3 separate regions of the Mus musculus genome follow, and all the other regions are linked to region 3. A link is a contact called in public Hi-C and HiChIP or PLAC-seq data. All regions are on one chromosome and are shown on one strand. Each heading gives the region's core, a stretch centred on a gene start, on an enhancer-like site or on the middle of the called end of the contact. The rest is flanking DNA. Distances are from core to core; before and after follow the strand shown.

What was found. Hi-C and Micro-C count contacts between places; a contact is called where the count stands out from the background. HiChIP or PLAC-seq counts read pairs in DNA pulled down with a chosen protein or histone mark.
Region 1: a Hi-C map of bone marrow-derived macrophages shows a contact between it and region 3, with 21 read pairs. The contact joins two enhancer-like sites. A contact is called at or near these places in 2 of 484 Hi-C or Micro-C datasets (bone marrow-derived macrophages and nephron progenitors), 2 of 115 datasets of contacts at active chromatin or transcription factors (bone marrow-derived dendritic cells and embryonic stem cells) and 1 of 9 other capture datasets (embryonic stem cells).
Region 2: an H3K27ac HiChIP or PLAC-seq map of regulatory T cells shows a contact between it and region 3, with 5 times the contacts expected there. The contact joins two enhancer-like sites. A contact is called at or near these places in 8 of 484 Hi-C or Micro-C datasets (B cells, CD4 T cells, bone marrow-derived macrophages and 4 more) and 12 of 115 datasets of contacts at active chromatin or transcription factors (bone marrow-derived dendritic cells, bone marrow-derived macrophages, craniofacial prominence and 8 more).

The regions. Positions count from the first base shown.
Region 1 is chr12:80,044,968-80,049,714 of GRCm38.p6, forward strand. The region is part of intron 3 of Gm36660 (a long non-coding RNA gene); the gene reads right to left. Among named protein-coding and RNA genes, the nearest start is that of Gm36834, 28 kb to the left of the region's middle. Within about 2 kb of position 1,799, at least 54 of the 459 cell types and tissues checked have an H3K27ac peak or open chromatin away from gene starts, as enhancers often do. A contact at or near this core is called in bone marrow-derived macrophages, where this site is marked.
Region 2 is chr12:80,013,415-80,018,526 of GRCm38.p6, forward strand. Gm36660 (a long non-coding RNA gene) reads right to left here. Exons shown (of 4, transcript XR_872852.1): 4 at 4,994-5,112. Among named protein-coding and RNA genes, the nearest start is that of Gm36834, 3.6 kb to the right of the region's middle. Within about 2 kb of position 1,412, at least 109 of the 459 cell types and tissues checked have an H3K27ac peak or open chromatin away from gene starts, as enhancers often do. A contact at or near this core is called in bone marrow-derived macrophages, centrocytes, macrophages and 3 more, where this site is marked.
Region 3 is chr12:79,631,829-79,636,426 of GRCm38.p6, forward strand. All of the region lies in intron 7 of Rad51b (RAD51 paralog B), which reads left to right. Among named protein-coding and RNA genes, the nearest start is that of Gm36048, 160 kb to the right of the region's middle. Within about 2 kb of position 1,868, at least 55 of the 459 cell types and tissues checked have an H3K27ac peak or open chromatin away from gene starts, as enhancers often do. A contact at or near this core is called in bone marrow-derived macrophages, centrocytes, macrophages and 3 more, where this site is marked.

The DNA of each region.
Region 1 (4,747 bases), core at 549-3,048, 410 kb after region 3:
GTTCTTTTGTGATTGAGTTACCTCACTCAGGATGATGCCCTCCAGGTCCATCCATTTGCCTAGGAATTTCATAAATTCATTCTTTTTAATAGCTGAGTAGTACTCCATTGTGTAAATGTACCATATTTTCTGTTCCTCTGTTGAGGGGCATCTGGGTTCTTTCCAGCTTCTGGCTATTATAAATAAGGCTGCTATGAACATAGTGGAGCATGTGTCCTTCTTACCGGTTGGAACATCTTCTGGATATATGCCCAGGAGAGGTATTGCTGGATCCTCCGGTAGTACTATGTCCAATTTTCTGAGGAACCGCCAGACTGATTTCCAGAGTGGTTGTACAAGCTTGCAATCCCACCAACAATGGAGGAGTGTTCCTCTTTCTCCACATCCTCGCCAGCAACTGCTGTCACCTGAATTTTTGATCTTAGCCATTCTGACTGGAGTGAGGTGGAATCTCAGGGTTGTTTTGATCCCCAATGATTAAGGATGTTGAACATTTTTTCAGGTGCTTCTCAGCCATTCGGTATTCCTCAGGTGAGAATTCTTTGTTTAGCTCTGAGCCCCATTTTTAATGGGGTTATTTGATTTTCTGGAGTCCACCTTCTTGAGTTCTTTATATATATTGGATATTAGTCCCCTATCTGATTTAGGATAGGTAAAGATCCTTTCCCAATCTGTTGGTGGCCTTTTTGTCTTATTGACAGTGTCTTTTGCCTTGCAGAAGCTTTGCAATTTTATGAGGTCCCATTTGTCGATTCTCGATCTTACAGCACAAGCCATTGCTGTTCTATTCAGGAATTTTTCTCCTGTACCCATATCTTCTAGGTTTTTCCCTACTTTCTCCTCTATAAGTTTCAGTGTCTTAGTTTTATGTGGAGTTCCTTAATCCACTTAGATTTGACCTTAGTACAAGGAGATAGGAATGGATCAATTCGCATTCTTCTACATGATAACCGCCAGTTGTGCAGGAGGGACTTTTCAAGGCCCTCGGTGAACTCCTGACATCATAGGTAGCACTGAATTCTACCTAGGCTCCTCTTACATACATACCTATGATAGGGTTTAATGCGTGACTTAGATGTAGCAAGAGATTGACAGCAATAACAAATAATAAAACAGAGCCATTATAACAAGATGCTATAATAAAAGATATGTGGAGATGATCTTTTTTTTCCCTCAACTGTCTTGCTACAGTGTTCTAGTGCTTCTGGTAATGATGGGAGATAATGGACTGAGTTGATGTCCACGTGGTGACGTAGCATTAGGCTACAACTGACCCTCTGAAGACATATCAGAGGGAGGATCGTGTGCTTCATTTGGAGCAAGATTTCTTCACCATGCCACTCCTTACAGCCTACAATCTTAAACTTGCTCTTTCAGGAATTTTTCTATGTAATGTATGTGGGTCACAATTGGCTAGTCCAGATAACCAAAGTCACAGAAAAAAAAACAAAAACCGTAACACCACTTTCCCTCCAAGTTCCCATCACTGGAACATCCCAAGGACGAATAAGGAAGGGACCAAGCAGTAGTGTCTCTACACATGATGTTTAAGGCTACCCATGCAAAACAGAGTGAAGAACCAGAAATAGTGTTTGGGAAGCATAGTTGTGAGGTTTTCCTATCCATCACCTATACATGTGCTTCCCAGTTACACAACTCCCCAACCTCACTGTCCTATGGACACCAAGTAAGCCAATGCGCTACAAGTTGGGCAAGCCAATCCAGGGACCAGAGCATGTGCTAGCTGTATGACTTCAGACACGGCGGTTATACTCCTGCCAAGCCTGTTTCCTCATTTCTAATAATCTCTGCCTCCTCCCTGCCCCAGAAGGAAGCTGTGAGAATTCACTGAGTAATGTCTATCTACAAAGCACTTAGCTTGCAAGAGAAGAGTCCTACATAAGCAGAAGATGACGGTGGCTGTTGTGACAGCTGCTTGAGTCTCTTAGCCATTTCCCAGCCCTTTATTTGCTGCTGTTAGAGCTTAGCCTGCTGTGAGTCACTATGGTCCTGTTCCCAAGGTTTTGCTAAAAGAATTCCCCTTGAGCGTATATTCCTATCTGGCTACACAGCCAATTGAGGCGACATCAGAAAACAAGGCTAAGAAAATATGCTGTCACAACCTTCCCTAGCACCTGACTCCACTTTGCTTCTTATCTACTGGACTGTAATTTCATAAGGGTGGGAACATCTAGGCCACAATGTTGCTCAACTAAAGGGGGGGGCACCTTTTACCACCACTTAATTGGCAACAAATTTGTTGAATGACTTCCTGAGTGAAACACTGCCTAGCTGAGATTTAAGTAAAAACTAACATTTTTGAATTCTCACCATGTAAAAAGGGTACCACATACTCTTTATTTTATTTATTCAACTCAACAGCCCTATGAAATCAAACTCATATTGTGTGAATGAGCAAACTGAAGTTAACCCCTATAAACGATCACCAAGGCCATGGATAAGCTGGCCATCTCCTGTAGATGTCTTAGCCAAACTAACAGGAAGATAGCACCAGAAAAAAAACTTCTGGAACAATACATTAAACCAAACTCTTATGGGCTGGCTGGGGAAATAACTCACTGGGAATAACGTTCATTGTATAAACATGGGGACCTGAGTTCAGATCCCCACACTCATGTAAAAAGGAACTGTAGCACACACCCGCAGCCCCAGCACTGGGTCAGGGGAAGAGATGATCCCCAGAACTTGCTGGTGAGCCACTCTAGCTAAAACTGTTAGCTACAGTTTCGATGAGAGAGCCTGTGTCAAAAAAAAAAAAAAAAGTAAGGTGGAGAGAGACAGAAGACACCCAGTACCAATCTCTGACTTCCATGTACACAGCACTGGGACACATATCACGGGAGGGGGTGTTAAGGAGAGGAAAGGAGGAGTGGGAGAAAAAGGAAAGGAGGGGGAAAAAGGGAAAAAGAGACAGCTGGAGAGGAAGAAATGGGGTTAGGTAGTGGTAGCACACACCTCCAATCCCAGCACTTGAGAGGCAGAGACAAGCAAATCTTTTTGAGTTCAAGGTCAGCCTAGGCTATAGAGCAAGCTCCAAGACAGCCAAGACTACAGAGAAACCCTGTCTGGAAAAACAAAAAACAAAACAAACAAAAGAAGGAGGAGGAGAAGGAGGGAAAGAAAAGAAGTGGGAGGCCCTGGGTGGCAACTGCTGGATGAGAAAGAACACAGGTTGCAGTAGGTTCTTACAACTTTCCAAAGAGAGTCCTTGGAGCTGCGATGCCCCCTCCTGTACCTCCTCCAGCCCTGGCTCTTCTAGCCCACCTTTTCCTCCTCCAGCATCCACCCTGCATCACATACATACACACAAAGTCTCTGCCACAAGCTCTTCCCACAAATATACATAAACATACAGTCACACAAGGGCCATTCTTCACTAGTAAAGCTCAGATTCTTGGGCAGTGAGGAGTGCAGACAAGCAAGACCCCGGATGATGCAAATTATGCCGAGAGCATGGAGTGCTCTTTGCTTCAGCACTGCTGAAACTCAACAGTATATGAAATAGATTTTTGGATTTTGTTCTACATTCCCTATTAGGGACATTTTCCTCCTGTGAGCCTTATCGATGACATGTTCCCCCTGGTCCAAAGGATTGACCCACATTCAACCCCTGCATTCATTTTCTGAGCTCTGTTGACCTTTATTAGTCCTTTGATATAGGGACAATAATCTCTGGTCTGATATCTGAAGGAACTTGGGCTTTCAGAGACCTACAATAGGCCTTGTTTGAGTAGCAATCCTTAAGAAGGGCCCATGGGGGAAGTGCATATTGACTCAGGCCCTTGGCACAGGCAAAGGAATTTTTGACAGTTGAGAGGCACTTCCAGGTGAATGTAAACTCCAGGGTTTGGTGACTCCCTTCAACTGGGCCCTGATAACCACAGGGCAACCTGTTTGCAGGCTAACTACTCCTGGCTTCCCTACCTGACTCCTGGAGGAGAGTGGTGGGATTGAGTTTATGAGTACCATTTGTCCTTACTGTCAACCCGCCGCACAGTCCCCAGGAGATGGAGGTCTGTGGGAAAAAAATACTCACACTTCATTCACATAAGACCTACGAGGAGACTGCACTGAAGGAACCCCGGACCAAAGACTTGTTCTTACCCTTGGGAGCCTCATCACTTCTCTGCCGATACGTGCCATCTTACTTTTTAGGGCTTTGGTAACCAAGACGCAAAGACCAGGTGGCTTAAACAGCAGACTCATCTGCCTCACCGTCCTGGAGGCCCAGGAGCAAGCTATTTGCAGTGCTGGTTTGATCTGAGGACTCTTGGCTTGGCTTGTGCCCTCACCTGATCTTGACTTGATGTACATACACTAGTGTGAGAGGACACACTAGTCAGCAGGGTAAGGGGCTCATTTTTAAGTAATCAGCTCCTTAAAGGTCCTGTCTCCAAATACAGTCATGGCAGGGGAGGGGCACTGCAATTCAACAAATTAATCTGGGGTTGACACAGTGTATTTCATAACCCCTTGCCTTGGCTAAATCATTTCCCATTCCCTGCCTTTACTGGAGTCTACTTTCTGAGGAAAACATGTCACGTGGCTTTTTAAAAAAAGACTGTGTAAATGAACTCCATGGTATTTTTGAAGTTTTTTTGTTTTTGCTCATAATGCTTTGTTTGGCTATTTTTTGCCTTCCTGGTCTTTTGCTTATATACTATAATTTCCCATTTTGTGTTTTATGGGTGTATTTGTGTATGTGGTGTGTGTGTGTTCCTCCTGA
Region 2 (5,112 bases), core at 162-2,661, 380 kb after region 3:
CATTAAGCTAGTCCTGTGCTTTCTAATAACTTTTGCTTACACCACAAAACTGTCATAGGCTATGGAAACACAAAGGCCCTGAACCCCTGGAAGTCATTACTCCTTCCTTTAGCAATTGTTGAATTAAGCATCATAAATATGGTTCCCATCCTGCTCCCCGCCCCCCAACCCCCCCCCCATTGCAAGCACACTCATGTGCACACACACACACGCACACACACACACACACACACGATCTGCTGGACATATGTTCAGAAGAAAGTAGGGACGCAAGTGAGAAAAAAAAATTCCCATGTCCTGAGTCAAGAGCTTGAGAGCTTTAAAGACGCTGGGGTGGAGGGTGGGTGATGGCGTGCTGGAAATGGACTATCCATAGGATTTATAGCTTATATGTTTCACAAAGCTTTTCTTAACATATAAAAATCTGTAGCGTATGGCTTTTCCCCCCCTTTTTGGTATAGGGCAGTAAACAAGAGCTTTGAAAGGAGAAGGAAACCAGGAGAAAGCCGGCTCCATTAGTCACGCAGCTGCGTATCCTGTCACAAAGGACCCCAGTTGAGTAATCGCCCAAAATATGCCTGTTATTTTTTTTCTGTCAGAAAAAAAGGGGGGCTGCCAAAACGTACTGTACAAAAAAAAAAAAAAAAAGAAAGAAAGAAAAAGAAAAACCCAGCTGGCTTTTCAGCCCCCACCCCCGGGGGTGGGGGTGGGGTCAGAAAATAAAGAAGAAACAGGCATAGCTTGGAAGTGTTCTCCCTACTTGTCTTTGCAAGAAGAAGCTCTCAAACTGCTTGTGGCAATGGAGCCTGCAGGGCTGGAGGATTGGCTGGCTCCTTGGACATCTAGAGTCCTTGCATGCCATCATGGGGTTCCCAGATGTTAAGAAGGCAAAGGCTGCAGAAGAAGGCAGGAAGAGGCAAGAAGTCACCCAAGAAAGGGATCCTAGAGAGTGAATATGTCCTTTGAACATCCTTATGTGAGAGACTTCAGGGCTCCAGAGCGAATCTGTGGCAGTTCACACCCGTTCCGTTCCATGAGCCCTGTGTGAGCCCTGCAGGGGCCACTGACTTTCTCCCAGCAAGCACCGCTGCCGCACCGGCAGCTTTTCTGATGAGCTCAGCAAAACCGGCTTTGGCTCAGGCGTGAGCCATGCTTGCAGTGTTTGAAAGACAGATGGAACAAGAGGAGGAGTAGGAGGATATCTAACTTGGGGGGACAAGCTGAGGAACTGGGGCTCAAAATCCAGCAAGGGTGTGTACATCTGTAGTCTCAGCTACTTGGGGGACTGAGGCAGGAGGATTATTTGAGCATATAAATTCAAAGTTCAAACAGTGGGTGGGACGACACTCTGCAGTACACTCCAGTGAGTGACGCTTACCACGGAAGCGAAAAGCCCGAGTTCAAGCCCCAGGATCCACGTGGTAGAAGCAAAGAGCCAACTCCCACACAGCATCACACGTGCTGATAAATTTTGAACTGTATGTGAGTTTTAAATTTTTAAGAAAGAAGAGAGAAGACTTTAAGGGAGTGGGGAGAGGGTGCTCTAGAGGAAGACTGCTTTGATTGGAGCTGCCTACGACTTCCGGTGCGAAATTTCCTGGATCAGCTTTCCAAAGGGTGGCAGGCACCTGGTGAGGAGGCCAAACCACTGCAAAGGCGCTCTAAAATTTCATCCAGTCACCATCTTTATTCCATGCTCTTAATCCGTCGTCCTCAGGACTTGGAGGGCAGGGGCGATCAGTCCTAGTACAAACTGTACTCTCAAAAAGTCACACTTTTTCTCCTGCCAAGACTGTCGAGAGTCAGAGCTGTCCCCAAGAAGCGGGGCTTCTATCTCTATACCAGAAAGCTGTCTCCTTAAGAAAGGGAAGGACCAAGAATAAAAATGTGTATGAAAAATGAAAAAACTAAACCCCACTATCTTGTATACTAATTAAAAAATAAAGAAAAGGGAGGTAGGGTCTGCACCACCATATGGACATGAATAGCAGATGTGCTGTTCCTGTTCTAGGCTATCTGGGTTAGTCCTAGAGAAGACAGACAGACAGACAGACAGACATGTCCACGTGCGCACATGCACACACACACACACAAACACACACACACACACACACACACACACACATGGAGATGAGAAGTTTAGGAGACCTTCACAGGGATGTCTCCAGGGACCTGAGTCCTAGGTCCCTACAGATTGCTTTAGGAAAGCTCAGGGTTTTACAGAACCAGGACTTTAGCCCTGTACTGGCTAGTTTTGTGTCAACTTGACACAGCTGGAGTTATCACAGAGAAAGGATCTTCAGTTGAGGAAATGCCTCCATGAGATCCAACTGTAAGGCATTTTCTCAATTAGTGATCAAGGGGAAAGGCCCCTTGTGGGTGGGACCATCTCTGGGCTGGTAGTCTTGGTTCTATAAGAAAGCAAGCTGAGCAAGCCAGGTGAGGCAAGCCAGTAAAGAACATCCCTCCATGGCCTCTGCATCAGCTCCTGCTTCCTGACCTGCTTGAGTTCCAGTCCTGACTTCCTTGGTGATAAACAGCAGTATGGAATTGTAAGCTGAATAAACCCTTTCCTCCCCAACTTGCTTCTTGGTCATGATGTGTGTGCAGGACTAAGACAAGCCCCTTGAGGCTTTGGATCCCAACTAAGGCAGAGTCCCATCCAGCTCTGACCTTAGAACCAAAGTTCCGAGATAGCAGTGCATGGGCACCTAATCTCCATGAGGGACACACCTCAAATTGTAGTTATGGCCTCCTGCAGGGAACAGGCTCCAGGTTATGAGGCAAGAGTCTCTCCTTCCCCTTGTTTAATGATCTGCTAGGAAATTCAGACAATCCACTGGTCTTTCTATAACCAATGCCCCCTTCAAAGTTTGTCAGCTATAGTCAACTGTCACTTAACATTAGGGATCAGTTCTGAAGGGTAGAGCATTGCTCAGCCTTGTTGCTGTATGAACACAATAAAATGCATTGCACCTACGACCTAGATGGTTGAGGTCAGTCACTGACATGGCCTTCTGCTGTAATCCAGACACAGTGAGCACAAGTTGTCTGAGGCTGCTGCTACCATGGGAAAGGCATACTGTTTCACCATTAACACTTTTTGTTGTAGTTAGAAAGAGAGCACACTAAATATCTACAGTATAATAAGTAGAGTAAGTACATAAGCCAGAACAGCTGTTGACCATCATTATCAAACACTATGGACTGTACATAATCTGACTGGAGTACTTTCACACAACTGGCTGCATAGTGGGTTTGCTTATACCAATGTTACGGTACATGTGAGCAATATATGCACTTGGGTCTTAGTATGGCTGCTGTATCGATGGACGAGAGGAACTGCCCAGCTTCATTATAATTTGATGGGCCCATTGTTATCTGTGCTAACCGTGATTGACCAAAACGCTGTCATGCAGGATGTGACTATTTTATCTTCAGCCTATGTGTGCCTGCCACATACGAAGTCCCAGAATTCAGTGGCAAATAATACAGGCACTGTGCCTTTCTCCATGGAAAGCTAGGGTAGCCTTTTCTGCTCCTCCCACATTCCTTTTCCTCATTTGAGTTTTCTGATAGCAGCTCCTTGAATGTGTGAGCCAAGGACGGGACAGGGGTACTCATGTACCAAACTATCAATACAGCAAAACAAAACAAAACAAACAGAAGACCCAAAACCCTGTGCTATAGTAGTATTTCCAAAATGCTATAGTTAGAAGATCCTCCCTTAGCAGCCTAATCGAGATGAAAATCGCACCAGGGCATCTGGAATTTCCTCTGTCAGACATTCCAGATGATCAGGAAAGAAAATGATCCAAGACAATCTTTTATTATACAGACTCTGTTCATGCTGACACCTGTCACCTACTTCATGCCAAATCCCAGTCATGAGACAAACCCATGGACAACTCTTCATCTTAGCTTTCAGTGCCTTCAGTACCCAAGGGCTGTTATCTTCCCTCGGCTCAGTTCTTCCCAACTTGCATAGAACCCTCGAGGGGGGAAACCAACACTTTGACAAGCATCCAAAGGTACCAGGGCTGGCTCTCAACACCACCGATTGGGGTAAGGAGGTCACCAGGACCCACTGTGATAGCAGGGACACCTAAGCCAGGAGGTACAGAGCCACCAGTCAGGTCAGTCCCCTTTCTACTCCCTCCCTAGGCCCTGAACTAGGACGGGGACATATCCTCACCACAGAGAAGGCCCACTTGCTCCGAAACCAAACAAATCTGTCATTCCAGGCCTCACAGGTACCCAGGTGACAAGGTCTTTCTCAACCACTGTTCCTTTGCGGTCCTTTGATGTTTCAAAGCTGACTAGGTCAGCATTTTCCAGTGCAGGGAACATGCCTGTCAGGTACGCCTTTCAAGTAGTTGATTAATATGTCATGAGTCTCCAGTCAAAGAAGAATGTAAAGGGTTGCTGAAATAACTCGCTAGCTTTGCCCCTGGGTGCTGAGGGAACTAGCTTGTCAGCAAAAGGCCTTCAGTTGAAGGCAAAAGAGGACACAGGCAATGAAGTTCTACTGGTCAACAAACCACCATGAAGACAGTAGTGGTGGACCCTACTGCCTTCTAGGACCCCACAGGGCCTGAGCTCCAGGCTCTGCTTAGAACTTACAATCCTGCAAGGACTATCCCCCCACTGACAAGAATTCCTCACCGGACCTCCCGAACCTGCTCACCAGTCTATTTCTGGATGTTGCTAGATCTACTTTGCAGGTGGTGTTATGAGGGCCTCTGGCCTGACAAAGCACTTACTGACCAAGGAAAATCCACTTCAGGTGCAGCGGGAAAGGCCTGCTACCAGGAATGTCTGGGGTTTTGAGACGCTGGAAAAGATTGCCTAATAATGTCATGGGCTCATGCCCTGGAAATATCTGGAAACAGGATAAGGACTCTCTGGCACTGGCAGGGGCCAACGGCGCCCGAGGTAAGGAGGTGGCTACAGCAAGCCCTGGAGGCAGCTCGCCAGCAACAGGAGTGGTACGTTCTCATAAGAAGAAAAAGAACAATTTTATTGGGGGCAAAATACATACAACATAGAATGTGCCATTTTGAGCATTTTAAAGTACACAGTTTGGTGGCATTAAATGACATCCATGGTGTG
Region 3 (4,598 bases), core at 618-3,117:
TAGCTCTGGCTGTCCTGGAACTCACTCTGTAGACCAGGCTGGCTTCGAACTCAGAAATCCACTTGCCTCTGCCCCCCAAGTGCTGGGATTAAAGGCTTATGCCACCACGCCCAGCTGGTTTTACTCTTTTGATTGTGAATTCTAAGGATGAACAATCCAGCTGATTTGGTTCCCCATAGTCCCCCTAACAAGAGGAACGCCATGGCAACCAAAAATATTAGAGATATACCTCAATTTAGGCAACTTGAATAAGACAAAAGCATTTAGTATTGTATGAAAAAAAAATCTATGCAAGTCTAGGAATGTAATTTAATGTGGTCACATTTAACACGAAGGGTTATGACAGAGAGAGCATGGTGGCCAGTGGGAAATTCAAAGAAAGAATGGGTCTCCTATGCCAAGGCAGTAGACACAGAGTGAGATGAGTGATTTCTCTTATTTATGAAAGGAAAACTTGAAGATCAGATTAATGTCATTTCCTAAAATTCAATTTACATCTAATAAAGTGCATAGCTTAATGAATTTCGGAGAATATGTATACCTAACAGAGATCCTATAACCTAGCACGTTTCCCTGAGCAACTCTGTAGTCGGTCGTCCCCCTCCTTGGCCCTGGGCAAACATGGATCAACTGTTTTGCTAAGGTTTCATTTTAATTTATAGTTTGGTCAACAAGATCGAAATAATGAGAGTTGAACATCATCAAAATTTGAGATTCAGATCTTACATCTGCTAGAACAATTCCAGAAACTTCTGAGCCTTACTGTTTTCATGCATCTGTGGAGATGATATCTATTTTTCTATCTTATAAATCCATCATGAAAAATCCAAAGAAGTCATAGAAGAGAAATAGTTATGTACAGTCCAAGTAACTATTTAGAAAATATTGGTTTCACTTAGAAGAGTGGTACTTGCAGACTTTAGTCCTGTAGTGAGATGCTGCCATCCTCTCATCGTGCCCACACAGATCCTTGAAGGCTGGTCCTCAAGGATGGAGATGAAGTTATATTTTGAAATATTTGGCTTAAGGGTTCAGAATTCAGTCTTCTGCCTCTAGCTGACAATATAGATGAACAATTCACTTGGCTGGTGTTTCTCAGTTAACACAGATCACTTACTTTACTTTGGATATAACCTATAATGTAAAATGTTCTCAATGGCTCTGGCTCTGACTCTGTCATGCTGGTCATACTCGAATGATTTATGTCATGCTCAAGCACCCACTGAACTTGTCAGCTTTGTGGTTTCCATTTTTCTTTGGATAAATCTGAATTTTTCAGTTAAGATGCTCCTCTATAGTATGTCAGCTGATGTGTAAGTCACTGCTGTTTGAACAATTGACTTACCTATCATTTTTATTGGAATGGAGCAGAGGGACTAACCAAGCTTCTGATAGAATTCTATTTGTTTTCCTTGGGGGAAAAAGAAAGAAAGAAAGAAAGAAAGAAAGAAAGAAAGAAAGAAAGAAAGAAAGAAAGAAAGAAAGAAAGGAAGGAGAGAAGAGAAGAGAAGAGAAGAGAAGAGAAGAGAAGAGAAGAGAAGAGAAGAGAAGAGAAGAGAAGAGAAGAGAAGAGAAAGAATTTCCTAATAGCTAGAGAGACCAGGTCACTTATATCTTCCTTGTCTGTGAGGTATTTCTGACATTTTATAGGCAAACCTACAAAAAGGTTCAGATCTCACTTTTAAAAACTGAGGTAATAGATTGTGTATACACACACACACTGTTGCTGCCGTTTGCCTCTGTGTACCCATGGATATCATTGTGTGGATTGTGCATTTTCAAAAAAGAACTGGCCGTCAGCACGACATTCTCACTTCCCCTGTGTACATTTTGTAGCTTCCCCACAGGGAAGCGAAACTGGTGGTGGTTGGAAGAGATTGACTCTGTTGAAGTGGATTCTGCCAAGTGGCTGTTTATAGATAACCTTTGTCTTAGGGTAATAATAGCAGGATCTACAGAATTCCAGCAGGCATCTGAAAAACAGCCCGTCACTATCAGAATCCTAAAGCACTGGCTTTGGACATATATTCACTTAAGATGGTGATGAGCCAGGAATCAGGAGAGCCTGGTTGGGCTGTGTGTGTGTGTGTGTGTGTGTGTGTGTGTGTGTGCATGCGCATGCACATGTGCAGCTTTGTGTCACTGTTGATATTTTCCTTCTTGTGGTTTATCTTCTGTGTAGAACTTTCACATCAATCGTCAAAGGCCCATTGCATCTTTAACTTTTGCAATATTCACGTTTCCATCCTTGCTCTGTAGAGATGCGTTAAGTACTTGCTCGTTAAAAGAGTTAGGCCATTACCCGGCCTGGAATGATCTGGATTCTATTTGGGCACTTCCAGAGAGAGGGCAGTATTCTGTCTGTACCATCCTCACGATTAGGATCCATCTGGAGCAGGTGCAGTCCCATCAGACCTTTGTGGGCCGTTCTCTACTATGCTGCTCGGACTTCAGCGCCGAGCTCTCTGTAGTTCTCTCAACTCTTAGGAGCCTCTTATTTTTCTCAAACTCAGTATTAGACACTCATGAATATTTTAAGCAGGTTACACAGGACACAAAAGCTGTACCTTTATGGGCAGGACTTTATATTTCAGACCAAACATATTCTAAAACATAACTCAGATAGTGCCAGTGTTCTCTTCAAACCCATCCCTGGTTTCTTACCATCCTAAAACCAAACTCTAAGTCAGTGTCATCGGAGCCAGGGTGCTGACTCTGCCCCACCCGTTTCATTGACCCTGATCCTTGATCACTAGCCTGCAGCACCGTGGTCTTTGGGTACCGAGATGATCACAAGCCTGTTTCTCCCAGGATCCTTACGTTCATCTTCCTGGCTGGGATTCTACCATGAATTCCCTGGAAACTCAGGACTGCCCCTCAGAACTCAGCCTAAATGGCTTCTCTTGGTAGCAGCCACCCATCGTTCTTCATGTTCAGTGCTTTCTTTATTCAGAACCCCCAATCTATCTGAAACTCTCCTGCCCTCCTCCTGGTTTCCTTATTATTGCTAGACGCTGATTGAGGACCCACTCTTCAAGGGCAGACCATTCTTTGTTTGACCTGTTCTCTATTGCAGTCTCCTAACCCAGAAGCTTGTCTAATCCCCAACCACATCTGGACTCATTGAGGATTAGATCTGAAGGCATTTACCTTGCCCTCCATCCCTATTCCTTCCCCTCCCCTCCTCATATGCTGAAATGTGTGGTCTAGGACTGAAGCACATGTCTTGGATCAAGGTTTTCGGTTCACTTGTTCCCTTAATCGGAAGCGTCTGGTCCTGCACAGCTGCAGCCCGGAAACAGCATCACTCACCTTTTCCCCAGGGCTTGACAGGTAAGCCAAAGTAGACATGTATTAAAAGACCAAGTAATACTGTATTATATCCTTGCCAATAAAGTTTCACCACTGTACTTCAATCACCAACTAGACGCTTCTGCTTCTTCAAGGCCCTTACTTTGTGGTGTGCCCATCTAAGAGAGGCTCCACGGATGTGTCGTTGGACCTTAAATGCACTTATGATCCAGAAGGGGAAAATGGCTAAACCCAGGGCCATTGGTAGGGGAAGCTAGGCAACAAAACTCAGTGTTGGGTCCTATTTCTTCCTCATTAGAAAGTCTGGAACAGAAGGTTAAGTGCTTTTCCCGTGTGGAGGAAAAGTTTACCTCTGCAGCCTCCCACAGTCCTTCCCTGATGCCCCTCACAGATCACCCAGCTCTAGCTGCAAGATGGTCAGGGCTTTGTGTACCTATGGTCACGTAGTGTAGTAGTAGTGGAAAGCTTGTGCCCTGGGCTGGATCCCAGTGTGGCTGTGTGTCTTCAGAGAATGATTTAACCTTTCTGACATTCACTTCTCTTATCTGTAAAGTGAAGATGTACGGTGGAGATCAAAAGCGATAGAGGCAATGTAACTCTGGTTAAGAAAGTTGTCTTCATGTTTCATAGGTCTGGCTGGATTCAGGTACTGAGTCCAAGCTCCGACTCTCTTGTTGTCTTATCTTTATAAACTTTTAAGCTCACTTTTCCTCACCTGTCACACAGGTGTGATAGTATGGGTACGATCACCGAAAGTGATCAAACAGGGATCTCTACATCACTTAATAAGGAAATGACAGAGGCAAACTGGCCATTGAAATGGTGCTTGAGGTAGTGTGCTGAGGACCCTGACGTGAGGGAAGTGCCGGAGTAGGAGACTGCCTGTTAGGAAGTCTAACAAGGCTCTACCCTTGATCAAACTTTGACAGAGCGCTTCCTCCTCACTTCATCCAAATATGCACAGTATTTTTAATTGTAGTTTTCATCAAAGTAAAATATGTATGTTGTTTCACAAGTTTAGTGAGAGTATAATTCTTAACCCAAAGCAACAGTTCCCTTCCCTCCCCCTCCTTCTTGCTTCTTCCTCTCTGGAAGTTGGCATAGTTGCCTCTCTGGAAGCTGCCTCAGTTGAGGGCTCCACTGGCGAGCTTCTCATGTCCAACAGACACGCTGGAGCTAGCCTTTGTTTTCCTGTTTTAGATGTTATCTGAACAGAAGATGGATACTGGGCTTTTACGCCTTTCTCTCTTGGTGACACTTTTAATATACCCTGGTTGTTATCTGTT